Regions from separate parts of the Drosophila melanogaster genome. Here region 1 is linked to region 2. A link is a contact called in public Hi-C data. All regions are on one chromosome and are shown on one strand. The core of a region is the stretch at or near the end of the contact, and the rest is flanking DNA. Distances in the headings are between cores, read along the strand shown.

Region 1 (5,022 bases), core at 893-3,392, 3.7 Mb before region 2:
AGCAGAAATGTTTACAAGGCTCGTCTAGCCACTTTGGCCTAGTTAATTTTCACAGAAATTGAGGGACCTTGTTTAGTGAAACCCTATCTTGCATTTGTGCATGCATTTGATTCAGCATTGCTTTATTTGATCGTTAACAACGTTTAGGGAAGTTTCGGTAAGAATTTATTGGAGATCGGGAAGCGTTGCGAAGGTTTTAACTAGGGCAAGCCAAGCCAGACAATTAAGGTAGAATTTCTATTAAGAATGCGTTGTTTTTTTCTTGGTGTAAGATTTCATGGGAAAGCCCCAATGATATGCTATTCAGGAAACTCAATTAGAAGTTGTGCCAATAATCGCGTTGATAGTTTCTGGCTATGTAATTACTAGGCAGAAAAGCACGAGGTTCCTCGTAGATATGTTGTTTTTTTTTTTTTTTTTTAGATTACAATCAATTACGCGCAGAAAGATTCGCAACTATGTTTGTTAGCTATAGGTAAGAGCGATTGATCAAGGATCTGGTTACGCACCCAATGGCAGCATGGGCTGACTTTCACAGTAGACACGTGGACAATGTCCGAAATCGCCAGTTTGATATTTCTCGATCATTTGAGCGATGCCGCGATTTGTTAGTATATATCTGGCGTGTATGAGGCCGTAGAGCATCTCGGCGGCCTGCTCGGTCATGTCGGACTGCAGTGGATTGTCCTCGAGCTCGTCCTCTGTGGATGGTAAGGCGCATTAGCTATATACATTACAATTTTGGATATGGGTAACAGCCCATTCTAAACTTACCCGGTTCCAAGTCCAAGATCATGTCCAACGCTTGCCGATAGTTGGGTACCTGCTCATTTAAACCAGTTAAATTGAATTTATCCTGTATGTAGTCCTCATCCACCTGGAATCAAAAGCGTATGCAATTAGGATCTGTACTGGAATATACTGTCATATATCCACTATATCGTGTGTTATCTGGACATGTGTGTACAGTTGGGCTCGGTATTGCCCCACCTTGCGGCACACACGCACACACACACACACACACGCGCGCGCAAAGGCAGAGATTGAGGGCTGCACTTTGCAATTGTTGCACTTATAGCGCGCGCTTAGATAACGCGATTACAGCGAAGAACGCGGGTAATTCGTCGTTGATGCTGATATGATGATGATATCTCACCTCGCAGAAGAACTCATTGCCACGAAGTCCACAGAACCAGGTGACCCAGGAGACTTCCTCGGAGCTGCTCATTTTGCTGCAAAGATAAGCGAATGGAGTTGCTAATTCATATTTTCATCGTTTTTTTTTTGCTGACAAATTATCCTGCACACGCATACCACACATGCACACCGCACTCTCACACACACAGGCAATCATGGCACACACACTGGGACAAACGCTCACGCACTATTACATACATTAAGGGGATTATTTTGCGTAATTTGGGCTGGCGTGCGAAATTTATTGTTAAAATATCTTGGAACGGAATCTTGGCACTTTCTTGTCTACCCCACCCCCCCTGCTTTCTTCACGTTTCCTTTTGGTTCCGCTTCTTGTTGCTCGCACAAACCACACTCTCTTTTTCCGCTTTTTTCTTCTTTCCTCCTCTTTTTTTTTGGTTGGATTGGCCTTTTGGGGTTTTTGTTTTCGGTTTTCCGTTTAATTCGCGTTGCTTGTACAATGTTACTAGTTTTCGGTGATCGCACCGTTGAAATTCGTGTGGTCGGGGGGCATAAAAATAAATTTTTATACTCGTATTGTGACAATTGACAAGCGCTCATACAAAATGTGCCGAGCAGCAAGAAGAAGCACACACTGTTGGAAATTGAGAAAAAAAGAGACACATATACAGGGGCCACCACACGCACACAAGCAAACACGCACACCGCGAAGCGCACATAGGGACGTGCACACACGCACGCCTTTACACCGATGAGCGCAATCCAACGCACACCAACTTGCTATTCTGTATTTTTCCCGCTGCGGCTATCTTCCAGTGGCCAGCACTCACCCAAATTGTTAATAATTACTCAAATTGATCGACTTTTGTACTGCAGCTGAACCGGTAAAGGCAAATATTGTAGCGAAGACGATGATATCAGGTATGCAATCTCGACTATCGATTACCGCTGTCCTGCGCTGTCCGCAGGCGATTGCCAATCGATGTGGCGCCGTGTCATCGCTAAGCGATGTATCGGCTAATCGGGATTGCGCGTTTCGCAACACTGGTTCGGAAAAGCAATTAACCAAACAAAACGCGGAATTATTTGTTAAATAAGCAAATCAAGCCAAATATTAAAATATTGTTTATTACCAGCATTTAGTTGGCTGTTTTGCCATTTGTCAAATAATTTACCGATTGCAGCTAGCAATATTTTCTTACAACTACTTTAAGGTATTATTTCGTTTAGTTGTATGGTAACACTATGTTGAAAGTTTGAAATGTTTGAAAGTGCTTATTTAAATTTGTATTATTGACAAAATAAATCGGGTTTTCGTATAATATTTTCTCTTAGTTGATTGATTAGACTAATAATACAAGAACGAGCGATAAACCCACTGCATGCATTTTAAGCGCAATCGCTCGAAAGATGTCAGAGTGAGAGCGAAGCGAGTTGCGAGCTTAAGCGAAAAAGCGAGAGCAAGGCCTTATCGCTTCAACTCGCTCAGGGCGTACGATTGTTTTGTTATATTCTGCGCTATATTACCGTTTATTTTCAAAACACACGTTATTTTGTTTTGTCTTGTTCCATTCTGTAAATAACCTTTTATATAAATTATTGAATTCGCCTTTTTCATTTCTATTTCAGTTAAGAGGGTGGACGACAGTTTTAACAGAAAGTTAATAGTTGCGCTTGATGCAAAAAATTCCTCGTCCGAATCCATCACGTTCACATTAATAACTAAAAGAGAGCAATGTAGCTCGTTTCTCGCTTAGCTCTTACTCTGCCATCGACTCGCTTTGCTCACAGCTTCTCGCTTTGCTCATAGCTTCTCGCTTCGCTACTAGCGCGCACTCTGCCGTCAGGCTTATTGATAATTTTGAAGATTTCCTTGGCTCTCTTGCGTCCATTCACAACATAGGCCAGTGGATCGTCGCGACTAGATTCCATTAGATTGTCGCACGATTCCTGCCCGATGTTAAACATAAAGGATGTGTCGATATCCTGCGGCAACTTGCCGCGCAGAAAGCTGATCTCGTTGTCGGCCAACGATGTTTTCCGCGACAAAAGCAGGGCGGACAGGTAACGTGGTTGCTTCTTCTTCTCGGCGCAGTGCATCACCAGGCCCCAGGTGTCGTAGTCCGTGTCCAGAACGTATGTGTTGTAGATGCCCTCATCTGCAAGGAGGTACATATAGAAACGAAAATACTGCTTAAAACATATATTAAACCCGGGCAGATCGAATTACTCTTTGGCATAGTAATTACCAAACTACTTCAAACGTATCACAACTACATTTTGAATAGATTTTCGTTTTGAATTTGATTGTAGAAACATTTCCATCACTCACATATGTCCTCCGTGTGCTGCCAATGTCCTGGCTCTTGGAATTTGGGTATCATCCAGGTGATGTTGCCCACGAGCTTCTCGCGCAGCGGATCCTCCGCAAATATGTAGCTAAAGTTCATCGTTATCTAATTTAAATTGAGGTATTGAGGTATAATTTGTAATAGGGATAAAGGTCCTTGCTGCCACTCACATGCTGATCCTCTTTGGAAAAGGAAAAGTGACTGCGCATGCACGCGTACTCCGGAAGTTCCTCTGTGGATGCGTAATACTGAACCACGTGCCAACAGCCCATCATGCGCTCCAAATCGAAGTTCTTAATGGCTCCCACCTAAACGGAAAATTAGTTCCATAATAAGTTAGATATGTAAGTAATTTAGAGGAGGTCTTTATAATGTTGTATAATATAATATATAATGTAATCTATAATGATAAAGATCTATTATACTTTATGATAGGAGTTTTTTTCTATTACCTATATATATATACATTAGACAGCGAGGGTTTCTGGTTAAGATTCACATACATATCTTATATTTATAATAACTCTTGAGACAGTCGTGCTTTTTAATGGGTATTTAAAAACCCTGGTGTACGATCATTATTATGATATTTGAGAGGTCAGGGCTGCTAATAAATATGCCCAATAAACGTTAAGACCACAAATGCATCTTGGCTATAATCCCAATTCAACTTAGCTAGCTGCATGTGTGTATTTACATTGTTTGCCCTGGCGACCACAAAACAAAACAAACTTCGGTTGGTGAAAGAGTCGAAGAAGCGACAGACGACGAAAGCCGTTAGCGCTGTCACCGTGATTGACTACTGACAGTTCATTGAGAAGTCAGTATGGCCGTCCCTCTCTCTGCACCGCTGTTGCCGTCTCTTTCGCTGTTTTGCAAGTCGCGACGCGCAGACACGAGATGCAGACGCAAGACAGCCTCTGATTGATGCGCCTCAAAAGCGCATTGCACCGCATGTGCCCCCCCCCCCCCCCTTATCCCCTTTTCACTGCACCCCCTCTTTCGGCACTGTCTTCCCGCCATCTCTTTCTTCGGGTCTCTACGTGCGTGTCTTTTGTCTATTATTGCTGATTGTTTTCTGACTTTTGGCTCGCTTTTCGGTGTTTGTATTCGTAGCAGTATTTGTCGAACTGCACCTGCATCAAAGTGCAATTGTCGCCGCCAACGGAGATGCAGACGATGAAGAGAGGGGAGTGAGAAGAAAGGGGACGGGCAGAGAAGAGAAGAGAAGACAAGACAAGACTCAGACGACGTCTGAGCCACTTAGAAAGTGTGATTGATTTTGGCATCGGTGTGAGCCCATTTCTTCTGCCTGGCTCTTTCTGCGCTCGCTTTATGTCCCATTCATTCTATTCGCTAGAGATGGAACGTTCCCGTCAATCGTTGGATGATTTCCAGTGGGGCAGGACACAGGAAAGTCTATTATAAGACCCATAGTACTATTATAACCGAATATTATACTATCTTTGAGGTTAGAATTCATAGCTATTGCCACAGAGTCGTTTGATTTAAG
Region 2 (4,510 bases), core at 265-2,764:
TAAAGCCACATGAATCACTCACTCCAAGCCACTCAAGACTCAAATCAAAATTCCATATGCACGGAACGGAAAAAAAAGGGCTGCAGATTACGTATACGTATGGGTGTTGTGTTGGTCGGCTATTTTTAAACGCCCACGCACACACAACACAACGAACACTAACACACCACAGAGCTTGATTTGCAGCAGATCGTGTGCCGAAAGGAAAACAAACTAAAAACGACTAAGCCCATGTTTATATACCCTTGGATTGAATAATTTCATTCGATTATCATTTATACACCCAGTCACAGCATATCAAAGTTATGAGTTGTGCACTTAGTAGTAGTTTTAATCAGTTTTTTAGCTAGCAAATTCGTAATACTATAAACCGCCTGAGTAAACAGCATCTGCAGCGCATAGTTTCAACCACGGATGGACGCCCACAGCCATTGGGCCAAAAACGAGGCACATCTGGGCCGCCCACATGTGGGCGTACTGGTTAAACCAGCGGCGCGCAGAGGATTTCATTTTTTTTATTGTTTTTTTTTTGATAGCTTTGGTAAAATTGGTTTTTACTTCCAGTTACAGTTGGTTTCAAATTCGGTTGGCTGTTTATAAAGTGGACAATTACCCCGAAAATCTGGGCAATCCCCTGACAAACACAAATTCCTGCTGCTGCCACTGAGCTCTTGATTTTTGTACGCTCTTTTCGCTTCTGCCTACGTACTCTACTCGATTTTTAGTTCGAGTGCAAGATCTCCGGGGTGGGGAAGTTGCACTGAAAAGGGAGGGGGCGTAATCAGCAATTGGCGTCGCGAAGTCGCCGATATGCACACTCAAAGAAATAAATAAATATGATGAATAATAATAACAAAAAAAATGAAACGAGTGAATGTATCGTGAGGATTCATTATTTTTTTTAGCTCAACAAACAACCCACACACAGATACGGCGTTCGGTGTGTGCGTGCCTGTGTGTCGTCACTGCGAATGAAATCATCGAAAAAAGAGGAGATAAAAGTAGCGCTTCGATATTGCTTCCTCTTTTTTTGGGCAAATGCAGCCCGGAATCCATTGATTTCTTACGTAATACCCACTATTTCACCCGCTATCTGATTAATCGCAGCACTTTGGCTTAACTTTCGCTGCGTTTTCGCTGATAATTCGCGATATTAATTTCCATCAGGGCGGCACTTTTCTTATTTTGATTTGCCTTCTCGCACACTTGTGGAGTTCCCACTCACACGCACACACTCGCACACTAAACACTAGCACTGTGCACACACGCAGTTATTACAATTACTTGCCACCGTTATTCGCTAGATCAGCGAATTTAACTCTTATCGGGTGACACGAAAAACCAAAAAAAAAAATACAATTCGACTGCAGAAGCAGCAGCTGAAGGCCGCCAATTGGTGTCGGGAATTGGATTTGGATTAAATTAATATTTACTGCTTTGCTTTGTCCGCGGATCTGGTCTGTTGTTCAGTGTTACCAGATGGTGTCAGCAGGGGGTGGAACAACAGTCAATGTTCTTTCGATATTTGCCATCCGATGTTCGCCAGTGTTGTTAAATAGCTCTGGTCACACCGAGCCTAGGAACAGTGTTGCACAGTTTTGGAGGACTGTGTCTCCGCTAAAAGAGACATTTGTGCTCGCAAACACAATCCGATAAGTAATCGAGAAACACGTAAAGGAACTCTGGTTATCGGAGTCACTTATTGCACGATAGTTTCAGACAAAAACGCCTGCTTATATCGATGACAGCCTTGTTTTTGTTGCGCTTACGTTACGAAATTAATGTAAAGTAGCCGACGAATCTACGTTCTACCAGTATAAATGGATTAAAACTAACAACAGCATAAGTGTAAACTGCTGGTGAATTTCCCAAATAGCCATATGAAAAAGCTAAAAGTACGTGCAAATGGTTGAGAAAAGGAGAGAACGAAAGCCACTATGAGTTTGCGAGAGTATGTGTGACTACTTTGCTCTCTGGCTCTCTCTATCACACACACTCGCACAGAACGCTCTTCTCACATGCTCTCTCTCGGCCGGTAGCTCTAGCTGTCCCGCTCTCGATTTATCAATAAAAGCAGTGCGTTAGAGCGGCATAGCCGCATGTACCAAGCGCGTGCGCCTCGTGCCCGTCGGCTGTCCATGTGTGCGTGTGTATTCGCATTTTCAGTAATTTCGAAAAAAAATTTTGTATATTTGATGGCGACTCAGAAGAAACTCGCGCGTTTGTCGAAAAATCGTAGCGCGTACGTATATATCGGTGTGTAGAAATTACTAAAAATTGTGGTAAAAAATGGCAAAAATTATATAAATTTGTGTTCGAAGTGGAGTGCTAATTGCGGGGGATCAGATGCGAATGGAAAAATGTTGAAATTTATAAGATTTTAGCGCCAAAAAATGCATTTGAAAAATGTGAGACTTCAATGGACATGACAAATTTTTTTTTTCATTTTTTTCGGTGGTGGAACAAAAGCGAACGAAAGAGGAGCAAGAAGCAGAAACGTTCGTCAGTGTGTGTGCGTGTGTGTGTCGAGTGAGGGGGCATGAGCATGAACGTGTGTAGTCACCAAGTGAATAATATTAACAAATAAAAGAAGAAAAAACGAAAAAAGAGGAATACACACGCAGAAGCGCGCGAAAAGTTTCACTCGAAATGAGAAAAAACAAAAGCAAAATATACTAGCGCTAGTTGATTTTCGCTAGCAAAAAGAAACCGACGTGCACATTGAAAATCTATAATTTTGTCGATTTTGTTATTGTATTTTTTGATTTTGCGGTTTTGCGGCGCCGTCGGTAACGTTAGCATACCGTTACGTGGCCTACGTAGCGTGGTGACGTACAGAAGACGCTTACGTTGTGGGTTACGTTACATTTGTCGCTGGGGATTTTACTCTTTCTCCCTCTCTTTACGCCACACTCATTCTCTGGCGCGCGCAAATCCAAAAATCTCGAGAAAAAAAATAGTGCCCGATGTGACCAATATTTTTTGTTTTTATTTTTACAGTTGCAACTTTTTAACAATCGTGTACAATCTGTATGTTGTATATGTTCAATTCAAAATTCAGCAACAATAGCAACAACGCAATTCAGCAACAACAACAAACAAAACCGACAAGCTAAACTTGGCTAAGACAAAATCAACATCCAGCGGCAGCGCGGCCATAAACAAAGCCAAAATCAAAAGTCATTCGGATATATACATATATTCGCCCATAATAGCGAATAAACAGTAACAGAACGAGTGGATTTAACGAAACAACAAAAAGAAAAGAAGAACGATAAAATCCAAAGGAAAAGTAAGTTTAAAAAGTGCAGCGCACGTGGCGTTTACCCCCGCCTCCTCCACCACTAGCCGCCCACCTTCGCACAGTGGAAAACGACACAAGAGCGCGCCTCTTCGGTTTGCCCCAAGGACACTTTGCATTTTCTGCTAGTTTTCGAGTATTTGCTTAGGGGTCAGCAACCCGGCAAAATGGAGGGAAATTTCGACACGACAGCTGCTTTTCCCCGGATTTATTCAACTGCCGCAACAACCCTTTTTTCCCCGTGGCCTGGGAAAACGATGCATTCCATGTTTATTTACAATTTAACTGTGCAATAACTGAGATACCAAATGTTCCCAGGGTGATTTCGAATTAATCTGCTACTTCTACTGATCCTAGATTTCTTTTAACTCGAATGCAACATCATATCGTTTTTGAAAGCAAAGCAGTCCAAATGATTATTATAAAAATAAATAAACTAATCTAGTTTACTATTTACATTCCCAAAGATGTGATTTGTTGGAAAGATTTGTTCGTTTCACTTTTATATTTTGAGAGATTTTCCTTTATACTGTGAATATTATTCATATATATTATTCACTATAAATAAATAGTATCTGTGCATCCCACAGATTTCCTATATTTTATCATAATATTCAATGGCAAATGACTTCGCGCCCTCTCCCAATTTCCATTTCTCTCTTTCTATAAATCGCATATATCTGCATATGTACTTTTTACCGGCATTTAGGATTTTCGTTTATTCGCTCTCGTTTGTGTTCAATTGTTGTTGCTGCTGCACTTTGCTGGTTGGCGCGTAAATAGGCAAACGCAATTTGTTTGTTTACTTGTCGGGCGCTAAATTGAAGATATGTTTATCGTAAATAAGCGCAAAATTTCGATTGCGGTGCGGCGGCTCTCTCACTCTCTCTCTCCCTAGCTGTGAATTCAAATTCATTGATGCTTTTTTGGTGCTTTGCTCTTCGTTTTTTGCTGCTTCTTCTGATGCCTCTGCTTCTTCTTCGGCTTCTGCATTTGCTGCATGTTGCCATGTAAACCGGCTTTAAATTCGTGCCACTATTAGCACGATTTATTAACCTAGAGGCAGCTCCCCTTTCCCACCCCCTTCCATCCCATGACTCTTTATCAGACCCGCTCCCTCTTTCTCGCTCGCTCGCTCTTTTTGCAGATACACAACGATGGCACTAAAACCTACAACAACAAATGCTCTCCTCGTCCGAATGCCACTTC

What was found. A called contact is a pair of places that touch in the nucleus more often than the background predicts.
Region 1: a Hi-C map of the Kc167 cell line shows a contact between it and region 2, with 2.0 times the contacts expected there. The contact joins the promoter of CkIIbeta here to the promoter of mys in region 2. A contact is called at or near these places in 2 of 107 Hi-C or Micro-C datasets (the Kc167 cell line and embryo).

Annotation. Positions count from the first base shown.
Region 1 is chrX:11,789,653-11,794,674 of dm6, reverse strand. CkIIbeta (Casein kinase II beta subunit) reads right to left here and starts at 2,142. Exons shown (of 7, transcript NM_206692.3): 1 at 1,989-2,142; 2 at 1,157-1,232; 3 at 775-877; 4 at 510-701. The coding sequence starts at 1,228. Karl (karl,) reads right to left here. Exons shown (of 5, transcript NM_001298208.1): 3 at 3,680-3,817; 4 at 3,491-3,614; 5 at 2,422-3,317. The coding sequence ends at 2,944. It also overlaps asRNA:CR44962.
Region 2 is chrX:8,058,649-8,063,158 of dm6, reverse strand. It overlaps mys (myospheroid), which reads right to left and starts at 1,514. Exons shown (of 7, transcript NM_080054.3): 1 at 1,434-1,514. It also overlaps a transcript of fs(1)h not described here.